Linked DNA regions of Mus musculus: all the other regions are linked to region 3. Evidence: chromatin contacts called from public promoter capture Hi-C data. All regions are on one chromosome and are shown on one strand. The core of a region is the stretch at or near the end of the contact, and the rest is flanking DNA. Distances in the headings are between cores, read along the strand shown. Region 1 holds the start of Smn1 (survival motor neuron 1). Region 2 holds the start of Mccc2 (methylcrotonoyl-Coenzyme A carboxylase 2 (beta)). Region 3 holds the start of Tnpo1 (transportin 1). Region 4 holds the start of Cenph (centromere protein H). Region 5 holds the start of Bdp1 (B double prime 1, subunit of RNA polymerase III transcription initiation factor IIIB). Region 6 holds the start of Gtf2h2 (general transcription factor II H, polypeptide 2).

Evidence for each region. Promoter capture Hi-C pulls out the DNA fragments that hold promoters and counts their contacts.
Region 1: a contact with region 3 is called in a promoter capture Hi-C map of pre-B cells. The contact joins the promoter of Smn1 here to the promoter of Tnpo1 in region 3. A contact is called at or near these places in 1 of 39 promoter capture datasets (pre-B cells) and 1 of 9 other capture datasets (liver).
Region 2: a contact with region 3 is called in a promoter capture Hi-C map of pre-B cells. The contact joins the promoter of Mccc2 here to the promoter of Tnpo1 in region 3. A contact is called at or near these places in 10 of 39 promoter capture datasets (the 3T3-L1 cell line, the HPC-7 cell line, cranial neural crest and 6 more) and 2 of 115 datasets of contacts at active chromatin or transcription factors (embryonic forebrain and large pre-B cells).
Region 4: a promoter capture Hi-C map of pre-B cells shows a contact between it and region 3. The contact joins the promoter of Cenph here to the promoter of Tnpo1 in region 3.
Region 5: a promoter capture Hi-C map of pre-B cells shows a contact between it and region 3. The contact joins the promoter of Bdp1 here to the promoter of Tnpo1 in region 3. A contact is called at or near these places in 6 of 39 promoter capture datasets (the C10 cell line, HPC-7-derived erythroid cells, cranial neural crest and 2 more), 1 of 115 datasets of contacts at active chromatin or transcription factors (astrocytes) and 1 of 9 other capture datasets (adipose tissue).
Region 6: a contact with region 3 is called in a promoter capture Hi-C map of pre-B cells, with 2.4 times the contacts expected there. The contact joins the promoter of Gtf2h2 here to the promoter of Tnpo1 in region 3. A contact is called at or near these places in 2 of 39 promoter capture datasets (cranial neural crest and pre-B cells).

The regions. Positions count from the first base shown.
Region 1 is chr13:100,123,404-100,128,065 of GRCm38.p6, forward strand. It overlaps Smn1 (survival motor neuron 1), which reads left to right and starts at 1,452. Exons shown (of 9, transcript NM_011420.2): 1 at 1,452-1,562; 2 at 3,184-3,255; 3 at 3,467-3,586; 4 at 4,402-4,602. The coding sequence starts at 1,491.
Region 2 is chr13:100,013,771-100,018,113 of GRCm38.p6, forward strand. It overlaps Mccc2 (methylcrotonoyl-Coenzyme A carboxylase 2 (beta)), which reads right to left and starts at 1,869. Exons shown (of 17, transcript NM_030026.2): 1 at 1,616-1,869. The coding sequence starts at 1,744. It overlaps Bdp1 (B double prime 1, subunit of RNA polymerase III transcription initiation factor IIIB), which reads right to left. Exons shown (of 39, transcript NM_001081061.1): 39 at 4,224-4,343.
Region 3 is chr13:98,925,086-98,929,783 of GRCm38.p6, forward strand. It overlaps Tnpo1 (transportin 1), which reads right to left and starts at 1,299. Exons shown (of 24, transcript NM_178716.3): 1 at 1,166-1,299. The coding sequence starts at 1,180. It overlaps Gm52051 (translation initiation factor IF-2-like), which reads left to right. Exons shown (of 2, transcript XR_003950643.1): 1 at 1-2,321; 2 at 3,948-4,076.
Region 4 is chr13:100,774,351-100,779,114 of GRCm38.p6, forward strand. Cenph (centromere protein H) reads right to left here and starts at 1,549. Exons shown (of 9, transcript NM_021886.2): 1 at 1,337-1,549. The coding sequence starts at 1,452. It overlaps Ccnb1 (cyclin B1), which reads right to left. Exons shown (of 9, transcript NM_172301.3): 9 at 4,389-4,764.
Region 5 is chr13:100,101,479-100,106,012 of GRCm38.p6, forward strand. Bdp1 (B double prime 1, subunit of RNA polymerase III transcription initiation factor IIIB) reads right to left here and starts at 2,592. Exons shown (of 39, transcript NM_001081061.1): 1 at 2,149-2,592. The coding sequence starts at 2,360.
Region 6 is chr13:100,490,772-100,495,012 of GRCm38.p6, forward strand. It overlaps Gtf2h2 (general transcription factor II H, polypeptide 2), which reads right to left and starts at 1,838. Exons shown (of 16, transcript NM_022011.4): 1 at 1,686-1,838.

The sequences.
Region 1 (4,662 bases), core at 202-2,701, 1.2 Mb after region 3:
GGATTCTTACGTTTACCTTTCGCCATCTGGCTATCTCTGGAGTTAGTTGTTATAGTTGTCTTTGTTTAGAGATTGTTCCTCTGTTGATTTTGTTACCCTCTACTAGCAGACGTGGGAGACTAGCTCTCTCCTCTGAGTTTCAGTGGTCAGAGCAGTCTCTGCAGGCAAGCTCTCCTCTTTTAGGGAAGGTGCACAGTTATCTGGTGTTTGGACCTCCTCCTGGCTGAAGATGAAGGCCCAAAACAGGATCTTTCCCAGAAGCTGTGTTGCTTTGGCCAGGAAGGTGGCCGGTTTTCTGGAGCCGAAGATGTCACCGCCTCCTCATTTTTTTAAATTGCAGGTTTTTGTGGTTTTGAGACATTGTTTCAGTGTTCTGTTGGGTAAATATCCCCTAATTTAGCTAAGGCACTCTGCCTTTTACCAGCTCAGTAGGATGTGTTTCCCAGATACTCTGTCCATGTCCGCAGCTGGGAACATTCTCTTAACAAACGATCTACACCCACATCACTATCAGTGTGCCCCTGGTCCAATTTTATTTTGTTAAATCCTGGAACACAAGAACCCACAAATCTCACTGGGCGCTTTTGGGATGCCCTATTGTCTATGCCCTATTCCAAGATCCCCTAAATTGTAGAAAACAGTGGGTTTTGCCAGGCTGTGCCCTGCCCTGGGAGAGTCCATCATAGTTTGAGACAGGGGCTCGCTGCAAACCTCTGACTGGCCTGGAACTTCGTATGTAGACCAGGCTGGCCCCAACTCATACCTGCTTGCCTCTGGAAACTCCACCCTACAAGCAGCTTCTGACTCCATCTTGAGGGAGGTGACTGAAACCTCTGGGTACACCAGAAATAGCACCATCTGCCAGGACTTATCTAGTTTTTTGTTTGTTTTCTACAGGCTGATAGGTGGCTTATTCCTGAGTCAATCTGTAAATTTATTGGGATAAATCAAAACTATGGTGGCACATGGGATATCGAAATTCTATCAGGAAAATCAGACTCAGGAATTTACCAGATATGCCAGATGAAGGAAATGGTCGACTCCCCTTACCTCAACCTTGGGCCCATTACAAAACAGACACCTAACACTGCAAAAGGCCCGATACCAACCCATCGTCTAATAATTGGTGTGTGCATCAAGAACCAGCAAACACAGGATGCCCTTATTGTGAAGGTTCATCCCAAACTCGGGAAGCTGAGGTAGCAAAGGCCAGCCTAGGCTATATAGCGAGGCTGACTTGAAAAATGAAAAGAAAAGGGCTGGAGGGAGGAAAATAAATTGGAAGAAAACAGAGGGAAAGGTTAAAAAAAAAAAAAAGAACTAGAAGACAGGTGGAGGGGAGAAAGAGAAAAGACAGATGTGGGAGGAGTGAGTTGGAAGCGTGTAGGAGGTCTCTGGCTGCCTCCGGGCCACCGTACTCTTCCGGTCCCAGAAGCCCCATGACGGAAGTCGTCATTGAGTGAGCCCGGCAGCGTCCGTGGTAGCAGGCCATGGCGATGGGCAGTGGCGGAGCGGGCTCCGAGCAGGAAGATACGGTGCTGTTCCGGCGTGGCACCGGCCAGGTGAGGTCGCGGCTCGGCGCTAGCACTCGGAGCGCTGCCCGAGACCGAGGCGGTGCGAGCTCGGGCCACATCCGCAGGCGGCTCCTGGTGCAGCTCGGGCGCCGGCGAGGCTGTGAGCCACGCTTTGGTCCTGTGTGACTGTGAGGGGATGTGCAGGAACGGGGACAGGCTGGCTGAAGCAAGGCAACCAGATAGGAGCCATTGGAAAGCTCCAGATTTAGGTCAGGATGAAGATGTTCACAGGGACTTTAGACTAAAATGCTGGTTTTCTGGATCCAGTTTTGTAACCGGAAAGACCAAGTGTTGCAAACAACAGTTGATAAAGTTTGAGAGAGAGGGATAACTAAAGTTGCCCGGAGTAGTTGAAAGTTGCTATTGACTGCATTGCATTCAAATGTATACGACAGCAGATCCGAGGCAGGGTTGGTGGTGCACGCATAATTACATGCACAAACACTTGGGAGATGGGGGCCGGAGGGTCGGGAGTTCAAGATCCTCGGTTACAGCGTGAATTCCGGACCAGCCTAAATTACAGGGAGACTGTAGAAGTAAGATAAACACTGGTAAGTACGAGGGCAAATCAGAGCCAAGTTGGTGGACTGTGCATGTGATCAGTCCCAGCTCCTGAGGCAGGAATGTGAAGTTGAGTCTAGCCTGGGAAACAACATACTCCATCTAACGAAGTTTAAAACATTAGGACCTCGGTCGTCTTATGGTATGGCAACTGATTTCTGCTTGGGGCTTGGGGTGGGAGAAGAGAATTCTGGGCAGCTTTGGGCAGTGCTGCATTTCCTTCTTTGGGGGACAGCCCAGCAATTCCTATTCTGAATAAAGCTTTGCCCTTTGTCCTCAGGGGAGCCCTGGCGGTCTGGTTCTCTCCTTAAAACCACAAGGTTCCTGTGCTAATTTGTCATCGTGGTAACTTCTTCATGCCCAGGGTGATGGGTCATGTTTACAATCTCAGGGGTAATCTTATTGATTGCAGCTTCTTTCTTGTTGCTGTTTTGTTGTTTTGAGACAGGTCTCACAGGGTAGCCTTAGGAGACTTGGAACTCTCCATGTAAGCCAGGCTGGCATCAAACTCAAGGAGATTGCCCCGTCTCAGCCCCCCCTCCCGCCCCCATTTGAATCAGGGACACATTCCATAACCTAAATTGGCCTGGAATTCAATATGCTAGACTGGCCTGGAGCTCTTGGCAACCCTACTGTCTCCAGCTCCGGGATATTGGGATTGTAGATTATAGATATGAGCCATTTTAATTTGTAGTTCATGGTTTTGTTTTTGTTTGTTGGTGTGCTTGTTTGTTTGTTGGGATAGAGTTTTATGTTGTAGTCTATGCTGTCTGGGAACCCACTATAGCCCAGACCAGTTTTGCCTTGGCAGTCCTCTGCTTCTACTGAGTACATTGAGGCTTTCTTAGGTGCTAGGATCTCTGTGTTCGTGCGTGGTGACTTTCTAGAAATGTATCTGCCTGTAACACACACTCTGAGTGTCTGGGCTGTAGGCATTGCTGGGGGTTGATCTAGGGACTTTGAGCTACTTCCCCAGTACTTCCTATTATCTGTTTTTTATTAAGCACATCTATCTATAACTTATTTTTTATTTTTTCTCCCTCTTCAGAGTGATGATTCTGACATTTGGGATGATACAGCATTGATAAAAGCTTATGATAAAGCTGTGGCTTCCTTTAAGGTATGAAATGGTTAATCATTTTTTTCCTTATTTCCTCAGGTCATACATTTTGTAAAGAAAGAGAGAGAAGAAAAATAAACTTGAGCACATTGAGGCTTTCTTAGGTGGTGGGACCTGTTATGTTAGAAAGTAGTGACTTTTTAAAAATATATCCCTCCATGACACATAGATCTTATTTATTTATTTATTTATTTATTTACTGTTTTCATAGCATGCTCTAAAGAACGGTGACATTTGTGAAACTCCAGATAAGCCAAAAGGCACAGCCAGAAGAAAACCTGCCAAGAAGAATAAAAGCCAAAAGAAGAATGCCACAACTCCCTTGAAACAGGTGATAGATTGATTTAACCAGGGTCCTGCCCGGCCTGAGGGGCGGCATGCTGCTTCTGTTTGGAGTGTCCCAGAGCTGTGGATGAATTAGCAAACGCACACATACACACACAGGCGTGTGCGCACACACATGTGCAGGCTGGGCATTAAAACCAGAGCTCTCTGCATTCTGAGTATGTGCTGTGTAGCTGATATGCAACTCAACCCCCCCCCCCCCCCCACACACACACACAAGTTCAACAATTATAAAAATTACTAGGGTAACTCAAAACTTGTGGTAACTGGGTCTGCTATTGAAAGCAGAAGACCTGGGGGTATAGTGTACCAGCAAAGTACCTGGCTGGTTACAGGCCCAGCCTGTGTGCCTGTGTGTCCCTGACCAGACCCACATTGAGTCAGCACAAAACCCTATAGACTAGAGGTCTCATTCTCTCCTCTCTTCTTTTCTCTCTCTCTCTCTCTCTCTCTCTCTCTCTCTCTGAGTTTTTTTGTAAAGTGAATAGTTTGATGCCTCCTTCCATTCATTATTTCCAAAGGGAAAGGGTGTCTACATTTGGTGAACACTTGCTTTTCTTTGACTAAGAACACTGGATTTGTCATACACGTTTGGTCTCTTTTGTTCTTAATGACACGTTTCGGTGGTGGAATACATTATAGCCATTCATCAGGCCGGGAAAAGGAGATGCAGGTGACTAAGAACAGTGTTTATAATGAAGTGAATGGGAGGACTGGAATTACACTTGGAGAACTGGGTTATGGTTTGTTCTTTTCAGAAGAAGGAATGTTGCGTGTCCATAACTTTCTTTTCTTTTGTAGTGGAAAGTTGGTGACAAGTGTTCTGCTGTTTGGTCAGAAGACGGCTGCATTTACCCAGCTACTATTACGTCCATTGACTTTAAGAGAGAAACCTGTGTCGTGGTTTATACTGGATATGGAAACAGAGAGGAGCAAAACTTATCTGACCTACTTTCCCCGACCTGTGAAGTAGCTAATAGTACAGAACAGAACACTCAGGAGGTGAGGCCCCGAAAGATGTCCATTCCTGAAAGTGGACACTAAGTAAGGAAAAAGCATTAG
Region 2 (4,343 bases), core at 619-3,118, 1.1 Mb after region 3:
GCTGTCCTCTGGATGTGACATAGCTATTGTGCTCATGAATTCACTGCAGTTGTGGCTACCTAAACAAGACCCGCACAAGACCAAGCCAACGATCAGTCAACATTGTAGCAATTAGCAACAATAGGACTCAGCTAGTTTTTAAGGTGGTATTAAAAGGTATTAGAAGGATATGGGAAGGTAGGTGGGAGGGAGGGACACATTGGGAAGTGTCTAGGGAGACTGGGAAGGGGAACTGGGAACAGATAACATCGAGATACACCAGCTGGGCGTGGTAGCACACGCCTTAAACCACAGAAGCAGAGGCAGGTGATGACCATGCTCAGCTTGGTCTACAGAGCTGATCTACAAAGCCAGGACAGCCAGGGCTACTCAGGAAAATAAAAATCCCTGCCTCAAAACAGACAAAAAGATACACTGTATTTCTGTATGAAACTGTCAAAACTAAACAAGATAGTCCTAAAAATAATAAAATAGCTATGTTCAAGGAAATGGTTGGAACTAGAGATCATCACAGTAGGGAGGCAGGGAAACAAATACCACATTTTCTCTCACATGCAGAATCTAGGTTAGATGTACAATTTAGGGACATGAAAGTATAAGGACTACTTGGAAAGAGAAAAGGAGACAGCAAAAGAGTGGAGAGGAGATAAGAGAGTCATGTATGTACATATAGTGAAGTGTATTTATTACTTTGTACAATTAGTATATAGTAGTTGTATTTTGTTGTAGTGGTGGTGGTAGTTTTTTTGAGAAGTTATTTTGTAACTTTGGCTGTCCAGGAACTGGCTTTGTTGATCAAGGTGGACCGAACCTCACAAAGATCCACCTGCTTCTGCTCTGTGTGCTCTAGGTGCCTTCAGCCCTTCAGGGCTAGGACACCTCTTACCACACAGCCGCACAGCTATCTGATTTCTAGTTAACGTTTCCCAGCCCCAAATGACTTTCATTCCTACACATCCAGGCCAAATACTTAAAATACCGCACAAACAACTTAGTGCTTAACTAAGTTAACTTCTTCCCTGGCAAATAACTGCTGGTTCTATGAATAATTCAGACGTTATCTGTAGAGGCCATGAAACAGATTTAAATGTTCCAGCTTTGATACTTCACAAATTATGAGTTGCTTCTTTGGCCAGGGGAAGCCACTCAGTCCCAAGAAAAGCTATGTAAAGACATTGTGAGCTGTGTATTGTTAATATAACTATTAAGCGGAAGAGTGTAAACTATCGTGCTATGGTAGTTCCTAAAGGTGGCTGCCACAAGACCGCTAAAGAATATACCCAGCCATGCAAACACGAGGACCACAACTTCGTGATTACAAAGTTGCCAAACCGGTCTCGGGCATTTGTAAGTTGTCCAAGCGACAATGCTTTGTGGGGTTTTGAGAACCACTGATTTGAGTGACACAAAATGCCAGTACCAGTCCTAAAAGTGAACTAAAATCTCACTGGAACGACTTCCTTCTGCAAACTTCACAGGACCCTACTGAGTCCCAGAATGACGCCTGAAGCTGCAAAGGAAAGAACAGCAGAGATCCAAGCATGCCCACCCTCTGGCCTCCGATGACTCCGGGGCAGGAAGGCGAACAGGCCTCCAGGACGCTCGCTCAACCTACCTGGTAGGTGGAGGAGGCCGAGTCAGGCTGGGTGCCCAGTCGGGCCACTGAGTCCCCGTGATAGGCACGCTGCGGGGGTACAGCAGCCCGACAGCACGGTCGCAGAGCTGACCTCAGCGCGCCCCACATGGCGATGGCAAACACCCAAAAGAGAAAGAGAGCGGCCCTGCAGCTCGGTTCTGCAGCTCCTGGGGGCTGCTCCTCCAGAGTCCTTGCAGCACCAGCCCTGGTCCATCAGCTCCCAGGCCAGCCCCGCACACGTGCCATCGCAGACCACCTCCAATTGGTCGGCGCTGCGCGCCACGCCTCTCTACTCCGCCAATGAGGCGCAGAAGAGCAGCTGCGCGAGTCCAGGTTCCATCGCGAGCCCAGGAACACTGGGCCGAGTAGAGCGAACAGATAAGTGGCTGCTGTCCTGCCGAAGCGTTTGTCACAAGCATGCACCCGCCTCTAGCCCATGTACTGCAGAGCTTCAGCACACCTGATCATTTTTAGAATGTGACAGATTGTAGACATCAGTACTGGGATCTTCACACCAATAAGGATTAAAAACACTCTGCGAAGTGCCTTAGTGTTGTTTTGTTTTGTTTTGACTCGCACACTTTATTGAATGCTTACGTGTTACTACAGCATGAGCAAAGTAAAAGCGCCAGGAGCATCAGAAAGATGAACAGGCTAAGGAGAGGGTCGGCTGTGCCCTAGGAGGAAAGATGCTGTAGGAGAATAGCACCCGAATAAAAGCCAGATTGGGTAGAAACACATAACTAAGATGGGAGCCAGGCTTGGTCGCTCTGTCTCCCTTGGGGACCATAGACTCTACCACTCTGCAGCTTCAAGAAAGAAGCCCGACCCACAGAAAACTATGGTAAACCAATTGATAGAAGGCTTGTCAAAGTTTCTGTAGCTTACTAAGTGAAGAGTCCACAGACTACTAAGTGAAGAATTTAGAGGCTAGGGTGGGCAACAAAATGAGACATTGTCTGAAACCAACTGTTTTAACATGAATCTTGAAGACAATGTCATCATACAAATAGTGTTGGGCTGAGTGGTAGAACGCTTGCCTAGAATGCAAAAGGCTCTAGGTGTGTGTGTGTGTGCGCGCGCGCACATGCACACAGAGGAGAGAGAGAGTAGGTGAAACATGCCTACTATATTAAATGGTGCTAATTTAGAAGGAGTGGCACTTTGTGTGTACAGACGTGGGTACGGTGTGTGTACAGAAGCACACATGGACACATGGAAGCTGGAGAATGTCAGTATCAAGCCATTACTCTGCCTTATTCCTTTGAAACCAAGTCTCTCACTGAACTTGCAGCGAGGTGTGCAGCTAGAAACCTCTGATCCTTCTGCCCCTGCTCAACCCAGTGCTTTTACCCACTGAGCCCTCCCTAGCTCCAGAAATGGCCAGCTTTTTTAAAATCTAAGAAAAACGAAGGCCTAAGTCAAATCAAAGTGAGTTCACCATGACATAAGCATTCTATCTTGCTACAAGCCGACCCCAAATAAGATCTTGTAATGTGGAAAATAACTTAAAGATTCACATGGCATCCAAGAAATGTAAAAGAAAACAAACCAAAGCAGAGCATTTGAGCTGAACGAAACATTTATTCCTGGCAACGAGGCTAAAAGAAAATAATTTCCTAGCAACTCCAGCACTCAAAAGGTCAATTAAGAGGATCAGCAGCTCAACCTTAGCCCGGGCTACACAGTGAGTGTGCAGGCAGTGTGGACTAAGCAAAAGTGCCCAAAATGTTTCCTCTGCTTTTCACTTAGTTAAAACTGTTTACCTTTGACCCTCCTACCGGTCCCGAGAGTTCCCACTGCTATCCAGGTGCCTCTCAAATTCATGGCTTATTCCTTAAATATATACACGGGTGGGAATAACTACACGACGCGGGCTGCTGAGTCTGTGTAATGGTGCCCATGTTTGTAGGCTAGGCTGAATACTTGGGATTGAAGTGTTAGGGTGTTAAAGTGTACTTGTAATGATGTGTATGCCCGAGGGACTGTACACACATATGCACCTGAGTGCAGTTGCCCAGAGGCCAGGAAAAAGGCCCTTACAGCTGAGGTCTTTTACAAACTGCCCACATCACCTGACCCATGCTTGTGAGAGGGTGGCTTAAGAGCATAGAGACACGTAGCTGAGGAGAGAAGTCAAAATTGTTTTTTTTATTCCTGAGACTAAAGCTTCAATTTCTTTCCTTATATAGAAAACAAAGCTTGTGTGTAGGGGAGGAAGGAACAAACTATCTTGCATTGTTATATATAAAAATTCATTAAAGGATGAAAGGAAACAAAACTTCAAACATAGAACCCCTTCATAAGCATCAAGAATTCTTCCAGCTATACTATGGATGTCTCTCTCTCTCCTTCCTCTCTCCCCCCTCCCTCATTCTCTCCTTTCTTTTTTCTTTGGAGACAGGGGTTCACTACCCTCAATTCACTCCTCCTGCCTTTGCATGTAGATTCTGGGATTACAGGCTTGTGCCACCATATCTGGCAATACTATATTTTTATAAAGTATAGACGATAATTGAAAACAGAAACCAATTAACTGAACATTAGCATCATTAATGCCTTTGTTGTTTGAAAAGGACAAAACAAGAATGGTATAAAATAACTTTTATTTACATAATTTTTATCTACAGAACATTACTGCTTTCTTTAGAACAAGAAAATTTACAAATGACAAGATATTGCTTCTTTGTCAAAAACTTCAAGCAAG
Region 3 (4,698 bases), core at 49-2,548:
CGGACTCAAGTAAAAGCTGAATTGCCAAACCACTATTCACCCACACACGGCAAGTGTCAAGGAGTTTAAAATAAATCGGCCACCTCTAAAGTAGTATTTTTCCTTTGCACTTGCAAATTTCCACATAGACCAGCCATTCTCTAGAACCAGGACGGAGGGTTACAGGACAGTAACAAGGATCACTTCTCACCAACTACAAACCATCCACTTACTTCATTAGCACACTTTCTTACCACACTTAAGTGAAAGTTTCGATAGGGAAACTCAAAACCCAGCAGGTACTTTTGGTATCCTAAAGATGAACACGTCTGAGCGTGCACATTGCAGACAGACAGGTCAGTTCCAAATACTGATTTCACCGAATATTTTGCATTTAAGGAGCGTCTTCTCTTTAGGGGGGAAAAGCATTGCTTACGTACTCATTGAAGCCATCACTGTTTTTCGAACAGGACATACTAAGCTTCTTAATACAATCTCCCCAACTAGTGGACAGCCTCTGACTTCGTTTCTACAGTTAACAGCTGATTCGCGACTGGCGTAACAAAGTGAAACTGTAAACAATCCCTGCAAACCCCACGTGATTAAAAAAAATTAAGCCCCGCGAGATCATTTCTAAGAGGAAGAAAGCCTTTCTAAAGCCAGTTTGATTGTGGTGGCGGGTCTGTTCCTCGGCGGCCCTTCCCCGTGGCGTGGGCAGACAGAGGCAGACGTGCAAAACCCACAAACCTAAGCAAAACCCGTAGTTACAAACATTAAAATTATGTTCACAGGTCGCGAGGCCAGCAGGCCCTCGGGGGAGACGGATCAGCTGGCTGCAGAAACCGGAGTGTGCGAGGCTCCGGGACAAAGACCGGCGACCTCGGGCCCTCGCACCGTGCGGCCTGACGGGCATCGCAGCGGCTCGGCCCGCCAGCCTCCCGCCACCCCCAGGACCGACCTCCCGCTCCTGGGGCGCCGCCTGCCCTGTCCGGGACCCGCAGGGCGCCCGGGACCGCAGCTGTTGGGCTTAGAACCGCGCCGTCGCCGGCGGGCTCCAAACGGCCAGGCCCCGTCCGAGAGGGCGGACAGCGGAGCGCGGTCCCCTCGGCGCGGCGGCCGGTCGGAGCTCGCTCGGGCCGCTTCCCACCCGCCTCCGCCCTGGCCACGCACCCTCACGCCAACCTACCCGGTCCCACACCATCCCAGAGGCCTCCGGCGCTCGGGCCTTTCTGCCGAAGCGGCGCTGCCTCCCGTCCGGGGCCTGAAATGGCTGCGGAACAAAGAGAATCCGGGCTCCGGCGAGCGCCGGTCCGATTGGCCGGGGGGCGGAGCCCGGCGCGGGAATCTTCGGCGGCGGTCGCCTTGGCAACGGCGACGGGGCTGGGAAAACTGCGGCCTGGGCCTGCTGGCCTGCGTCGGGAAGGCGGGCGGGCGGGCGGCGCGCCCCAGCGGTTTTCACCAAGCGGGGTCCCGGGGTCGACGCCTCGGCCCCGTGCCCGCCTCACACCCCCTCGCGCCCACTGCAGCCCCCACAAGCCAGCCTGGGGCTCAGTCGCGGCCTCCGCTGCCCAGCCCGTTGAGTGTGAACGCCCAGATGCACGGCCCTTCCGGCGGCAGGTGACGTGCGTGCCCGGAGTGCACTCGTGTCCCCCCCGGGAGACCGCCGAGCCCAGAGCCCGGCGACACCCACCAGGCCGCTCGTCCCACAGTCGAACTGTTACAGCTTTCCTGGGACAAGGCAGAAGGGTGTGGGCGGACGGCGGCCCCCTTGATAACACAGGGGCTTCTGAAATGTGCTGATGTAGCACGAAACTACCATATAAAACCAAATGAAATGATTTAGAAAATTAGGTTTACATCTCTAGGTATGTTTCTACTATAAAGCTAGTTCCCTGAGCTTGGAGATAATAAGCTCTCCTCTCTCCTTATACAGCCACCACCAGAGAGGTACTGTAACTTCAAGCTGAAAGTGTTTTAAAATGGGAGAGGTAGGCACTTTTCAAGCCAGTTGCAATAATGGTAATGAAGAGAGGTGAATTGTTCTTCCCAGTGGTAGCACACGCTTTTAATCCCAGCACTTGGGAGGCAGAGTCAGGCAGACTTCTGAGTTCAAGGCCAGCCAGGGCTATACTGAGAAACCCGGTCTTGGAAGAATCGTTCTTCCCTGCCTGGTTATTTTTACACAAACTTACCACGTATGAGTATTTTAAATATGCACAGCAAGGTGGTCCTTTTTTCTGAGTGAGTGGCCAGCGAGAATTATCTTCACATCAGTGCTTTCAACTGCCTTAGTGTTACATACTTCTTGTTTAGGCAGTGATTGCTCTCCATACACTTTACAGGTAAAATTATTGTACCTAATTCTTGAAAAATGCTAAATATTTACAACTTATTTATTAAGAAGCTTAAAAATCTTCACTTGTAATACTTTTTAGTGTTACAATTAGCTTAACTCAAAGTTTGAGACTAAAAGATGGTTTTTATCATCAGAAAGCTGAAAATTGAAAGGGAAAATATTTAAAATTACTAAAATATGGCCAGGCATGGCAGCCCACACTTTTAGTCCCATCACTCCAGAGGCAGAGGCAGACAGATTGCTGAGTTCCAGGCCAGCCTGGCCTACACAGAGAAACTTTGTCTCTATCAAATAAAATAAACATTTTTAAATGTTGATTTAATAGAAGTTAGATAGAGTAGTGTTCTTGGAAAGGAATTTTCTAAGAAGGAATATGTCCTAAGAAAAACAATTTAATGTAAACCTTCCTCCAGAGCAGTTTGGTGAGTCTGCAAAAAAATTTACTGCAAGGAAAAATGTAAACAGGTCTTATTTTATACTTAAAAGCTTTCATTGTAGAGTAGAGACTTGTAAAAATCAGATGATTGTGTGATTGTGGTAACTGAATCTTACATTGCTGGAGATTTAAAAAATAAAATAGCATTAAAATCTATAAGATTAGGGGCTGGGAAAATGGTTCAGAGGGTAACAGCCTTTGTTTTTGCAGAGGACCTGGGTTTTAGTCTCCAACCATGAGGTAGCTCATAACCGTTCATAATTCCAGTTCCAGGGGTCCAATGCCCTGCTGACCTCCACAGACACTAGGCATTCCCATGATGTGCGTGGCAGCAAAGCACTCATACACATAAATAAAACTAAAGATGAGCAACTAAGGATTGTTGTAGGACCTACACCAAGCAATGAAGAAGAATTTACCTAAATACTACTTTGGGAATAAACAAAGCTAACTGGAAGGAGGAAGGATTGAATATTAATTAGTATATATAAAAGGATTTATTCCCTTGAATTCTTTTTAAAGAAAAACATTTTTTTTTTGGTATTTTATTTTTGGTACTTTTTGGTATTAAAGGTATGTGTTACCACCACCCCACATGAATTTTTCTTTAGGCAGGGCATGGTGGCGCACACCTTTAATCCCAGCACTTGGGAGGCAGAGGCAGGCGGATTTCTGAGTTCAAGGCCAGCCTGGTCTACAAAGTGAGTTCCAGGACAGCCAGGGCTACACAGAGAAATCCTGTCTCGAAAACAACAACAAAAAATTCTTGGTTATTAGATATTATAAAGTTGAGATGGGGCTGGAGAGATGACTCAGTGGTTAAGAGCACTGATTGCTCTTCCAGAGGACCTGAGTTCAATTCCCAGCAACCACATGGTGACTCACAACCATCTGTAATGGGATCCGAAGCCCTCTTCTGGTGTGTCTGAAGAGAGTGACAGTGTACTCACATACATAAAATAAATAAATCTTTTTTTAAAAATTGGGATGAGATAATCTAAGAATCTATTCTTTCATTGGATTGAAATGAGAATGTGACTATACAGAGATTCTGGGTAGAGATGCTTTAAATAAGTGATCTTTGACTCTGATCTTAAGCTAAAACTACTCTTACTCATCTTAAGGCTTATGACCATATGTGATTTAATTTTTCTTTTCTGCTATTTTTTTCCTTAGTGTACAGGATACCAGCTACTGCGTGATGTTTCCTCTTTACGTTTCATGTGGTGAAACTCTGCAGACATGTTGGCATTTTTCAATGACATATACTGAAATTTAAGATGGTAATAAACTTTGCTTTTAACCTTAAAACCTTTCTGTTCTTTAGTTAGTTCCTCTTTTTTTTTTTTTTTTTTTTTTTTTTTTTTTTTTGGTTTTTGGAGACAGGGTTTCTCTGTGTAACCCTGGCTGTCCTGGAACTCACTCTGTAGACCAGGCTGGCATTGAACTCAGAAATCCGCCTGCCTCTGCCTCCCGAGTGCTGGGATTAAAGGCATGCACCACCACGCCCGGCTTAGATTATTTTTAAATTACAATATATTTAATAAACATATTTTATAGCAAATATATTAAGTATTTAATAATTATTAGCACAATTATTTTATTAATTATTAGTAATAAATCATTACTAATGCTACATAGAAGCTCACTAAGATAGAGCTGGAGTAGTACCTGAAGTAGGCAAGCTTTAAAATAGAGTACTTCTCAGAACCATTTTTCAGTTGTGCCCCTGGAAAGACACTGTTGTCTTACCCAACCTTCTTTCCTTCTTAACTCTTGATTCTGTTTAGCACTACACAGTTTAAGGAATTGTCTTCTGCTTTGAAACATCTCCAGATTAACATTAAGGAAAATCTTTTTAAAGAAATAATTTAGGAGAATGTAAATGCTGCAGGGACAGTTATAGTACATTCAGCAATATGTAAAT
Region 4 (4,764 bases), core at 299-2,798, 1.8 Mb after region 3:
TAAGAGTACTGATAAGCTCAAAAAATAGTTTGTTCTTCAGCTGTCGTGTTTACAACAGACATATCTGTATATGACTAGGTATGGTCCTTAATGATTATAATTCTAGCACCTGAAGGCAAAAACAAAAGATTACTACAAGTTCAAGGTTATAGCCTGCCAGTGTTTGCCTTTCCTTTTGTTTCGTTTCGTTTTGTTTTGTTTTTTTGAGGCAGGGTTTCTCTGTGTTGACCTGGTTGTCCTGGAACTCACTCTGTAGACCAGGCTGGCCTCGAACTCAGAAATCCGAGCCTCTGCCTCCCAAATGCTGGGATTAAAGGCGTGCGCCACCGCCACCCAGCTATAGGCTGCCAGTGTTTCACAGCAAGACCCTGTCTCAAAAATTCAAAACAAGTCTGTTATGAGTTTTAAAAAAATTTTTAGATGTATTTATTTTATGTATATGAGTACACCATTGCTTTCTTCAGACACACCAGAAGAGGGTATCAGACCCCACTGCAGATGGTTGTGAGCCACCATGTGACCTCTGGAAGAGCAGTCCAAGTTCTTTAACCACTGAGCCAACTCTCCAACCCTTTGTTATGCATTTTAAAGGTCTGCAAAAAACCTGTTAAATTTTTTTTTCTGCAAAGAACCACACAGCAAATAATTTAGGACTTGGCAGTCATATAGCCTGTTTTAACTATGTAACTCTGACCCTGTACCAGAAACCTGTGTCCCAATAAGCTGTATGAACACTAACATTTAGATTTCATGCATTACAAAATGTTTGGCTCCTATCTCTATTTAAATACGGAAAAACTATGCTGTAGTTGAGCTGTATGGCTCTTGCTACGCATACACCAGACGCTGCTTTTCTTAGCTTGAAGAGTTCACCATAGGCAGTAGGATAAACTTGGTCCAGGCCTTAGACTAAAGTTTCTGGCCGCCAAATTTTCTCTAAAAACTGCTGACTGGGGAGCATCATCGTCCTGGTAGGACGATAAACAACCGAAGCTTCTGGTCAGCAAAGGGTCTTGGTCCTCAAGGTGGACTGTGTCCTGTAACTTGGCGGTAGGTACTGCTCAGCCAGCCCGGACCACAGTGGCAAGACAGCACCGGAGGCCGGGTCGCAAGCCTGGCTCAAGACGGGCACAGCGCCACGTCCTCCTGCAGAATGTCCCACCCCAGCCCACTAGCCTCTCTGCGCGGAGGGCATCTTTTGCGGCTCTCTTCCCCACTGACAGGCCTAAAGCGGTGAAACTGATGGTGCCGCAAGCTTCGGAGCCCTAAATCAGCCAGGGAACCTGAATAGGAACCCTGAGCCTCCCGAGTGGGGGCGGATGCCCGCCGGGAGCACCTGAGCAGCAGGCTGATACGGTCCTCGATACGCTCCTCCGCGGCCTGCGACAGACCCCGCTTCTCTTCGCAGGCCTCAGCCCCGGCCTCAGACCTCTCCCGCGGCTGCTCCTCCATTGCAAAGGCCCGCAGGTTTGAACGCCACAGAAAATAACCCAGCAGTTCTTCCCGCCACGAAATTGGTTTCCGGAAGTTCCTACCCTTCCGGAAGGGTCCCGCCCCTTCCGCCCTGAGTCCCTCCTTCTGCTTCTCCCCTTGCAGCGGGTTGCCGTGGTTACCGTGCTGCGTTCCTTTTCTGAGGCTTCTTTCCACAATTGATTCTATTCCTCTAGCTAAGACTTTCACCAACACAGGCCATCGAAGCCTGTGGGTAGGGATAGATGGAGACGGGGCTCAGTGGTAGAACTCTTACCTAGCATGCCTAGTGTCTTGAGAAAACTTAGGATATAACTTAAACTGTATCTTTAGCGTGGCCCGGAGGGGTAAAACTTAGTGCTTAAACAGATGTCAACAGTCGTCCTGGCTGGCGCTATTATTGCCCCTATTATTACACTCCAGGTCAGGGTTTGGAGAATGGGTTTGCCCTGCATCAAATTCCCTCCAGAACTGGAGTTACACGCAGTTGTAAGCCACTTGATGTGGGGGTTAGGAATCGAGCCTGGGTCCTCCAAAGAGCCAGTGCTCTTAACCGCTGAATCATCTCTCTAGCTTCTACTCTCACTTTGAGAAAGGGTCTCATGCAGCCAAAGCCGATCTTGGACTATCAATCCTCCAAGTACTGTGAACCTGCAATATTATATTGAAAGGCTTTCTTGCTGTTCCGAGAACAGATCTGGGGTCCCTATTATAACTCCTGAGGGCCATACCTTTAGTTTAGTGGAGAAATGAATGCCTCAACCAGGAGGCAGTGCTGGCACATGCTCTCCAGACTTTACCATGCCACTAACACGCCCTTTCAGTTCCTGGCACGGGTACTCCATCCGACTATCAGTGAAAATTCTATCAGAAACTGGAAAGGGTATCTGCAATCCTAGAGCAGGAGGTTGGGCAAAAATGTGATGAGTTCGAGGCCAGCCTAGGATACACAGTGAGTATGAGACAGAGAACATGTCAAGATCCTGTCAGAGGGTTGGGATTAGAAATCACGTTGAGAATTGGGTGCCCCCAGTGTCGCTGACTTGACACTTGAGCCTTGACGTTGAGAGGCGAAAATGCTGTACATGAGCCTTGCGTGGTCACTTGAGGGATAAGTCCTTGCAGAACAAACAAAACAGCAGCTCTTTGAAGGGGAGGGCTGTGGTCCTTCATAGCTTTTGTCCAAGTTGATCATACCATGCTTATTGTTAACACAGTCCTGTTATCAAAGTACTACAGCTGCCATTTGTCTTTTTAAAGATTCATTTATTTATGTATATGAGTACACCGTAGCTGTACAGATAGTTGTGAGCCTTCATCTGGTTGTTGGGAAATCAGTTTAGGACCTCTGCTCACTCCAGTCAGCCCCCACCCCTCACTCAGTCCCTGCTTGCTCCAGCCCCAAAGATTTACTATTATAAATAAGTACACTGTAGCTGTCTTCAGTTGAACCAGATCTTCAGTCGAACCAGAAGGTGTCAGACCTCATTACAGGTGGTTGTGAGCCACCATGTGGGTGCTGAGATTCGAACTCAGGACTTTCAGGAAGAGCAGTCAGCATTATCTGCTGAGCCACCTCACCAGCTGTTAAGTATATGTCAAGTTGTTACAAAATCACGTGAGAGGCCTGAATTAGAATCCCTAGCACCATCTCCGTATCACAGAAGCAAAGCAGAGGCAGGAAGAGTAAAACATTCCAGCATTTAGGAGGGAGAAGAAGGATTGAGGTCCAGGCCACCTGGAGAGGCAGCTCACACAAGCACCCAATTCGGAATGTTTATCTTTATGTCCACAGAAAACCACAATCAAATGCAGAACAAGCCCTGCCCCAGCCCAGCTCATGTTATCAACAACGCCTGCACTGAAGAACACTGGAGAGGAGGCACAGATATTAGGCGCCAGGGGACTAGAAAGACTGCTTGAAATTCTGTCTCCTCAATGTCAGGGAAGCTACACCCATGAAGTTTCAACACTAAACAAGCCTAAATCAACCTTCAGCAAGGGTGATGCTAACACAGAAGGGGAAAGTCATGGGGCCCAATCAGGACAACTACAGTGGGCAGTGCTGAAGTTATATACATACAAGGACCACTACTGAGCAGGTTATATGTTTATGAACATATGCACAACAATAAAAGCCAAAGGCCATGAACTTCAGAATTCCAGGTGAGGGTGGGTTGAAGAAAGATAAAGGGAAATTATCAAAAATCAAAAAAGTAGTTGATTTTTAAAGTGAAAACCCCAGCACGAGGGTAAGGACCCTCAGGATTATACAGTGAAGGCCCAACAAGAGGTTTCTAAGTGCTGGGCGTGGTGGCGCACGCCTTTAATCCCAGCACTCAGGAGGCAGAGGCAGGTGGACTTCTGAGTTTGAGGCCAGCCTGGTCTACAGAGTGAGCTCCAGGACAGCCAGGGCTACAGAGAAACCCTGTCTCGAAAAACCAAAAAAAAAAAAAGTTTCCAAGTAACAAGATACACGCAGATGCACTCGTTAAGCCGTATGTAGCCACAGAAACTCTTAGAACTCAGTTTTAAAAATTCCTATCATGGGCTGGACAATTGGCCCAGTGGTTAAGAGCACTGGCTGTTCTTCCAGAAAACCTGGGTTCAATTCCCAGTAGGCAAATGTCAGTTTATAACTGTAACTCCAGTTCCAGGGGATTGGACATCCTTTTTTGAAAAATATATTAAAAAAGAGAGAGAAAAAAAGAAAAGAAAAAAAAAGTCCTATTATTACAGGGGAATAACACCATTTAGATCAGATATGTACACTTAAAAACCTGGGCTGGATTACAAGGTGTGCACACTTGGGAGTTGGCCGACCTTGGCTGAAAATCGAAAACTATGTTTATTAGCAACATAAAGTCTCCATATTGCAAAGACAACATAAACAGTCAAAAGGGCAAATGAGAATTGTGAAAGCTTTCCACCAATAAATTTTATTCAACTTGATATCAGATGTATAAATTAAAACAGCAAATGAGACAGGATTCTTTTCCAGGTGGCATTACAAGACAGGAGTGGCGCCTTGGTATGGTGGCAGCCACACCCATCTGGCTGTCAGAATTCAAAGCACACCCCTGGAAGAGCTACTATGAATGAAGCCAAGCAAGACATTAAACATCATTTAAGAACACTGTGGAGGGCACTGAGAGAATGCACTTGAATCCCACCGAGGGAATGACTATGTTACACACAGTTTGTTCACACTAGGAAATGCAATATAGGCATTGAAAGGAATGCTGATAGGAATACTGTTGATAAAATGAACCCATATAAAAATATCTCCTTGGG
Region 5 (4,534 bases), core at 1,342-3,841, 1.2 Mb after region 3:
TTAAAAAGGAAGTATAGGGGCTGGAGAGATGATTCAGTGGTTAAGAGCAAGGCTGTTCTTCCAGAGGGGCCCAGGTTCAATTCCTAAAACCAGCAGAGCAGCTGTTTGTAATTCCAGTTCCAGGGTAACCAATACCCTCACACAGACATAAATATGGGAAAAACACCAATGCACATAAAATAACAACAATAATAGATAATTTTAAAAGGAAACAGAATGAATAATTTAAGTGTACTTTTATCATATTTTATTAGTTCCATATAAAAACAGAAGCTGCTTTAACATATAACATTATCTCTTTTAAACTCTCTCCTTAAAGCTGAAGATAGATAAAACTCAGGCTGACATGCTCGAGGCCCTGAGGTTCGGTCCCTAGAACTCTAGTGTAGCTCTTAGAATGTAACACATCAATCACTGGCATCTTATATGTTAAATGTATACTCCGTTGGTTTCTACAACTAGCAAAACGAATGAATGCTCTCATCAAATAAGGAACAAGGACCAGGGATGTAGTTAAGCTGGCACAGAGCCTGAATGGCACGCAGAGCCCTGGCTTTCATACTCAGCACTACATACACCAGGCATGATGGCACATATCTGTAATCTCAGCATTCAGAAGGTAAAGCAGGTGGATGAGAAACTTAAAGGTGTCTTTTCATGCATGGAGAGTTCTAGGTCAACCTGAGCTAGATGAAACTCTACCTTAAAAACAACAACAAAAAACTTGGTGGGCCTGGTGGCTCATGCTTTTAATGCCAGCACTCAGGAGGTAAGAGACTTCCAGCAAGTCAAAGCTACATAGTTAAATCTTGTCCCCCCCAAACAGACAAACTATATGTGTGTATGTATATACACATTCACACATATAGTTTATATGCATAGTATATGATGTACTCTAATTGTCAACTAAAATATTCTCAAGCATGTCTCAGGACTATGGCCTATGGGAATTTATAAAATATCAATCATTATGCCTTCCTATATAGTTAACAAAATTTTCCAAATTTGGAGCAGTGACCAATACTGGTATTTCTATTCTAAGCAGAAAATTTTCAAACAGATCCAAGTTTAAAAAAAAAAATGTTGAAATCATGGTGCATAATTGGAATGCCAAAATAACACACAGCACAAACTCTGATTAACAGAAGAAATGCTGTTACTATGCAAACATAAATTGTACCATCTCCCTGTCACTTAATGTGATTACTTACTGGCTTTTTCCTCTGTATATTATAAAACACTACAGTCACCATATTAACCCGTCACATATTTAATTTGTACCATCACCTTTCTCCACTGTTTTGTTTTTTGAGACGGGTTCTCACTATGGGGCTGACTGTCCTAAAGCAGGGTGGCCTCTGCCTCCCTATTGCTAGGACTAAAGTTGTGACACCATACTCGGTCTCATCACCTTTTTTTGAAAGTAATCAAATTTTTTTTTTTAGTAAATTTGGGGGAACTATTCTACCATGTGGCATGTAAGGCAGTTTATGTAATCCTATCTGATCTCACAATATTGTCCTAAAGGAGGTACTAACTTGACACCAGGAACAAATTTTCTCTGAGAACAACCTACTTAAACTTGCTAAGCTAAGTAGGAGCGTCCTAAATTCAAATGTGGTATTTGTCACTAAAGCCAGGCGTCTTGATTCAGGAAACGTAGTTACAATAAAGAAGTATGCACTCGAACCAAAATAAGTAACCTAAGCCTCTTCCCTTTGACTCAGGGGCAGGGCGTTTACCTAACACTCCATGAGGCCTTGGGTTCAACCGCATCACCGCGTGGAGGGAGGAAAAAAAATCAGCACTGGTGCTCTCCTTTCAAAAATAAATATCCACAAAATGAAAATCCCAAAGTGCTTTCAGTGTAAAGTACTCCAGGACAATTAATTAAATTTCCAAGTGATGGTGCGTCTACATTCTTGACTTCAAAATCCTTAAGCCTGGATTCCCATCTCTGTAAGATAAGGCAAGACACTGTCTCCTCGGGAATCTTAAGATCGTGACAGAGTCATAGTAGTCGCACCCTCAGATCACGGAATAAAACTACAACTAGAAGTGGTTTCATCCAGCTCAAATCAAAAGCTTGTTGCAGGAGAGGTGCTCCGTGGTAAAAATCCAACAGCTCAGCTTGATAGAAGACCTTACCTGCTCCCGGGAGCCTGTTCCTGGGGTTCTGCTCCCCCGGAATCCACTGCAGGCACATCTGTGGGCTCCGCTGGCTTCGGAGCTGACTCGGTGGCAGGCTCCGGAGGCCTGGGAGCCTCTGGTCCACGCTGGGGATTGGGAGCGGCGGAGCCCCTGGTCCCTACACCAGGCCTGACATTTGGCTTCACGCTAAGGCGTGCCCTGCGGAACATGGCGGAGCCAGGGGGCCGAGAGCGGCGGCTCCGCGGCCGCGCTCAGCCCAGAGCCCCGGCCGCTGCCCGCAGGCTGACACTCTCACCCTCCCACACGTCCACAACCACCAGTCCAGCGCTGGCTACCGCAGTTTTGCGCCCCCTCCGCCTCCTCCGCTCTCCCGCCACCGCCTCCTCTTCATGACCCTGCCACACTAAAAGCTAAGTTTCTCCTCCCCGCGTCCCGGCTCGCGAAAGGCGCCGGAAGCAATGCGTAATCATTCGGCGCCGACGATGACGTCAGACTCCGGGCGCCGGGAGCCATAGCAACTGCAACGCTCTGTAGCTTCGGTTACCTGTAAACCAGAGATTTTTTTTTTTTTTTTTTTTTTTGATTCGAAGACAGATATTCTTTCCTTTGTAAGACCTTGGGAGTTGTTGAAAAGAGAGAGCGGAAGCAGCTGAATCCTCCAGGTCAAACTTTTTTTTTTTTTTTTTTGGGGGGGGGGCCGTTTCGAGACAGGGTTTCTCTGTGTAGCCCTGGCTGTCCTGGAACTCACTCTGTCGACCAGGCTGGCCTCGAACTCAGAAATCTGCCTACCTCTGCCTCCCAAGTGCTGGGATTAAAAGCGTGCGCCACCCCTGCCTGCCCGGCTCAAACTTTTAATTTCTCGCCAGTGGTGCTAGGGTTTGAACCCAGGATCCCTCACAAACCCTGCATTCTCGGCATGCACACTGCCATGGAACGTCCATCCCCAACCTACTTAACTGAATCTTTTATGAACTATTAAGGAGTTTTCGAGAAGAGTCAAAGTGTGCAAGAATGCAGAGCATGGTGGTGCGTGCCTGCAATCCCAGCACTGGAGAAACCGAAATAAAGAGGTCACAAGTTCCGAGCCCTGGACTATCTGACAAGACTTACCTCAAAATTACAATAAGATAAAATAGTATGAGAGTAGTGCCTTAGCACCAGTGCATCCCCAGAGCATAGAACCTGTTTGTTTTAGGGTTTTTGAGACAGGGCCTCTTATAGCTAAGGCTGCCCTTCAACTCTTGATCCTCCTGCCTGCACGGGCTCAATGTTGAGATTACAGGTATGTATAGGCTACCATACCCTGCTAGGAAAAAAAAAAGTTTTAACTATGAGTATGGAGAGAGCGAGTTTGCGGGAGACTGAAAAGTTACAGGTAGTTATCAGACTCCTGATGCTGGTGCTGGGAACCAAAACTAGGACCTACTGGAAGAGCAGGAAATGGATCTACTGAGCCATCTGTCCAACCCCCAACCTCCGCCAAGAAATTTTTAATTGAGTAAAAAAAAAGGTTGAAATTCTGTGTGAGGAAATCGCAAAGAGAAGCCATGAAACACTTCACAGGACATCCACTATATGGGCTTTTGTACACTTTAAAATAAAAACTGTCAAAAATGATTATACTCCACATTTTGCACACGAATGTTGCAAAATTTATTGCTTCCAGAGATATCAACGGAGCAATAAATAAGACATTGTATGTTACAGAGGAGAAAATACAAAATAAATGAACAAGATCAACAAGAATATATTAAATATGATGAGATTTCAAGGGTGATGGAAGAGTCCTGCGGTACTGGCAGTAGGGCAACTTGACAAGGAAAATAGGTATCAGATTGCAAACCAGCCTCTGCTACATGAAACCTTTTCAGAAGAGAGAGAGAGAGAGAGAGAGAGAGAGAGAGAGAGAGAGAGAGAGAGAACAAACACAGGAAACCTGAAGAAGGTGGGAGTGCAGTTTAGTACTGAGCATCAAATAGATGTAGATGCTCACGACATCTCAAAATGCCAGGAGTAATAATAGCACATGCTTGTAATTTCATCACTCCAGAGGCCAAGGCTGAGACAGGGGAACTACATGAGTTTGAAAACAGCCTGTTCTAAATAGCTAGTTCCAAGCCAGCTAAAGTTACAGATCAAGACTTCATTAATAAATAAGTATTTGAGAAATAATACCATGCTAAAGATACCTCAAAGAATCTTGTAGTCACTGCTGGGACATACAGCTTTCTACAGCAAGCTCTTATGCAAGGCCTTTTCATAATCCTGTGTTCTACCTAAAAATCCAAGATGTCACAACTTTGTAGATAAGGAAATCAAAATGATTAAGATTTAATTCCCTACTCGTAAAGGCATAAAGCAAAAAATTTATTTTATGAACATT
Region 6 (4,241 bases), core at 588-3,087, 1.6 Mb after region 3:
TGTGAACATAAAAGTAAAGTTCTGCCTGGACATGGTGGAACTGATGGGAGGTGACTCGGAAATAAAAGATAAAAGACAGGTATCTGTAGAAGCAGGACTGGCTTTTTTACTCAGAAACAGGAGGGCAGAGGCAGGTGGATCTCGAGCCCAGTCTGGTCTACTAACAGAGTCTAGGACAACCAGGGCTCTGTTACACAGAGAAACTCTGTCTCGAAAACCAAAAAAGTAAAAAAATTAAAAGGATGAGCCCTTAGAAGAGGGAACAAAATACCCATGGGAGGAGTTAAAGAGACAAAGTTCGGAGCAGAGACTGAAGGAATGACCATCCAGAAACTGCCCCACCTGGGGATCCATCCCATATACAGTCACCAAACCAAGATACTATTGCAGATGCCAACAAGAGCTTGCTGACAGGAGCCTGATATAGCTGCCTCCTGAGAGGCTCTGCCAGTGCCTGCCAAATACAGAAGTGGATGCTCACAGCCATCCATTGGACAGAGCACAGGGTCCTCAATGAAGGAGCTAGAGAAAGTACCCAAGGAGCTGAAGGGGTGTGCAAGCCCCCTAGGAGGAACAACAATATGAACTAACCAGTACCCCCAGAGCTCCCAGGGACTAAACCACCAACCAAAGAGTACACATGGTGGGACTCATGGCTCTAGCTGCATAGGATGGCCTAGTTTGTCATCAATGGGAGGAGAGGCCCTTGGTCGTGTGAAGACTCTAAGCCCCAGTATAGGGGAATGTCAGGGCCAGGAAGCAGGAGTGGGTGGGTTGGTGAACAGGGGAAGGGGTAGGAAATAGGGGGTTTTCGGAGGGGAAACCAGGAAAGGGGATAACATTGGAACTGTAAATAAAAAAAAAATAATAATTTTAAAAAATAACAAAACTATGAGCCTGGCTGTGGTGGAGCACACCTTTAGTCCCAGCACTCGGAAGGCAGAAGCAGGCAGATCTCTAAAGTTCAAGGCCACCCTAGTCTACAAAGTGAGTTCCAGGACTGCCAACACTACACAGAGAAACCATCTCCAAATTAATTAATTAATTAATTAAAAATAAATAAAATTTCTGTTCAGGATGAGCAGAGTGGAATACACCTGTGATCCCAGCACACGTGTGTGCGTGTGCACACACAGTTCGCATAATATTACTTTTAAGCTTTTTAAATGTTGCTCCACCGCATCAACATTTGCTTTATATTTTACTCTTCTATTACTCTCTTAAATTCAGAGAAAATGAGAAGCAACGAGTAAACGCCGCACACTTTTTGGCTGGGTATACGGGGCCTCTTTATGATGGAGAATCCAACCGGGGAGAAGTTAGAAGTCCCCACGCCGCAGCCAGATCACCCGTTTCTTAGACTTTCCGTCATCACACCCAGCCGCCCCGGGAGATGCTCACGGTGAGCTCCTCGCGTGCACCCGCGAGCCGCAGCGCGCATGGCCACTGCGGAGGCTCTGCCTCGCCTTACCCTGCCTGGCCCGAGGTCAAGGGTGATTTACTGTCCCCCGTGTTCAGAGAGGGACAGCTCGGGGCTGCAAACTCGCTTCGGGCCACACAGACTCACGGCAAACGGCAGCCCTGCAGCGAGAACTTTCCTCAGGCGGAAGCTGCCGCGCTCCCTGCACACGCCCCCACCCCCTCCGCCCTCCAGGTCCCCCCCGAGGCCAACCCGGGCTTTGCACCTCGGTCCTCAGCTCCAGGCTTCTTCTCCTGTCCGCCTCACTCCAGCCCTCCACAGCCTCAGGACCCCGCAGGTCTCCTCGCGTAGACCCACCAGCCTCGACGAGACGACCCTCACCGGAAGTACCGGCAGTCTGAGTGCGCCGCCAAAATTCTTCCGCAGCGCGCTGGAGCCACGGGAAAAAAAAAATGTTCCGGCGGCAGAGGGCAGCTGCTGCCAGAAGAGGGAGCTAGGGAGCAAGTGGTGCCCAAGAGCGTAACTGCCTTCCAGTTCACCAATATTTCTGCTGTGGGGTGCATTTCTATAGACCAAACAGCTAAAACTACAAGTTCTGGATACGTTATACATGCGTTTAGGGAGGTTTTTTTTTGTCCGTGGGTTTTGTTTTGTTGGGTTTTGTTTAGTATCTGGATGTTTTTGCCTGCGTGCATGTCTGTGCACCATGTTCGTGCCTAGTTGGGGCAGGGGACGGAAGATGGCATCTGATCCCCTGGAACTGAAGTTACAGATGTTTGCTATCTGCCATGTGGATGATGGAAATCAAATCCGGACCCTCTGGAATAGCAACAAGTGCTCTTAACTGCATAGCCATAGCCCCACCTGCCGCCCCACCCCCACGAGCGCCAAGCATGCTCTTTAACCCAAAAATAAGAGGATTCCCCCAATAAAATAAAAATACATCTAAGCATATTTGTGAATAGAAGTAAGACACATTCGAACTTTTCCCACTCATAACTTTGGCTCTGTAAAATAGTCTTAGAAACTAAGACTGAGCTAGGAAGACGAAGGGCACCATTCTCTGACTTTTTTTTTTAAAAAACAATTTTCCTGCTAAGTCACTCACTCTCTTCTGTAGTTCTCTTGAACACAAGGAATGGCAAGACTGATCTGTAAACATCCTTATGACGTGGAACCGAGACTACTCCCAAGCAAAGAGCAAGCCTGGCAGGACAGATCACCTCCCACATGAGGGCAACTACGTATGGTGGGGAGGCTGAAAGCTGGCGCTGGGGTAACTACCTCGCCATAAACAGTCTGCCTCGGAGTAATGACATCACTAGCAAGGTCTCCAGAAACCCTTGCGAAACAAGGCCTTTGTTGGCATAAGTGATCAGACCCATGCCTTGACCAGATCACCTGACCAGACCACAGGCTCTGTCATCTATGCACACCACAAGCCCCTCCCATTTCCCTTTTCTATAAAATGTCAAAGTTCATCTCAGCCCCTCGAAGACAGACTTGGTATATGCAAACCCCTTTATCTGTTTTTCTCATCATGGCCACCTTAATAAAACCCTTTTCTCTGTCATTCATCATTACGTGTCTCTTTGGCAAACTGAGACGCGTGGCCAGACAAGTCTGCTAGGACTGCTGGAACAGGGGGTTTTTATTAAAACTTTGTTAACAGGGTACCAAAGCAAAACAAAATGTGCACAGAAATCATGGTAGTCTCAGTATAACTATGACTAATATTCCAATCACATATAAAGTAACAATAAAATTATCTTACCTAGTGAAATACCTTTTCAAGCTGTGAAACTAAGAACAACCGTAAAGAAAGAATTGAATAAAACCTGGGTGTGGTGGTACATACCGATTATACCAGAACTAGGGAGATTGAAGCAGGATTACAAGCCCAAGACTGGCCTGGGCTGTATTATAAGACCTCGTGTAAGTCCCTCTCTATTCCTCTCTCTTTCCCTCTCCCTCCCTGAGTGTGGTGTGTGTGTGTCCATAGCTGGCTGGCACAATGAAGTTAGAAAATCTGGGAACAGCTTGGGTAGTGTAACTGAAATACAAAAAGCGTTTAATTTGAAAGGCTGCAAGAAAGTGAGCCTTAACAACCCAATACTTTTTTGTTTTGTTTTTTGTTTGGTGTACACGGGGTTTCTTTGTGTAGTCCTGGCAATCCTAGAACTAGCTCTGTAAATTAGACTGGCCTTGAACTCACAGAGATTTGCCAACCTTAGCCTCTGTTAGGGTTAAAAAAGATTTAATTAGGGCTGGTGAGATAGCTCCGTGATTAAAAGCACTGGCTGCTCTTCCAGAGATCCTGAGTTCAATTCCCAGCAACCACATGGTGGCTCACAACCATCTGTAGTGGGATCGGACGCCCTCTTCAGGCAGGCGGATGTATATGCAGCAGAGCACACAGACATTAAATAAAAATTTTAAAAAAGACCTAGTTAAGCAGGTGGTGTGGTGGCGTGTGCCTTTAATCCCACCACTCGGGAGGCAGAGGCAGGCGGGTTTCTGAGTTCGAGGCCAGCCTGGTCTACAAAGTGAGTTCCAGGACAGCCAGGGCTACACAGAGAAACCCTGTCTCGAAAAAAAAAAAATTAGTTATGCATACTCTATCTGCATGTACACCTGCATGCCAGAAGAGAGCATTAGATCCCATTATGGATCCACCATGTGGTTGCTGGGAATTAAACTCAGGACTTCTGGAAGAGCAGCCAGAGTTCTTAACCACTGAGTCACCTCTTCCGCCCTCATCCAAATGCCTCTAAGTTGAAACCAAATAATAGAGCAAAATACTCGTTTTAAATTTCTATGA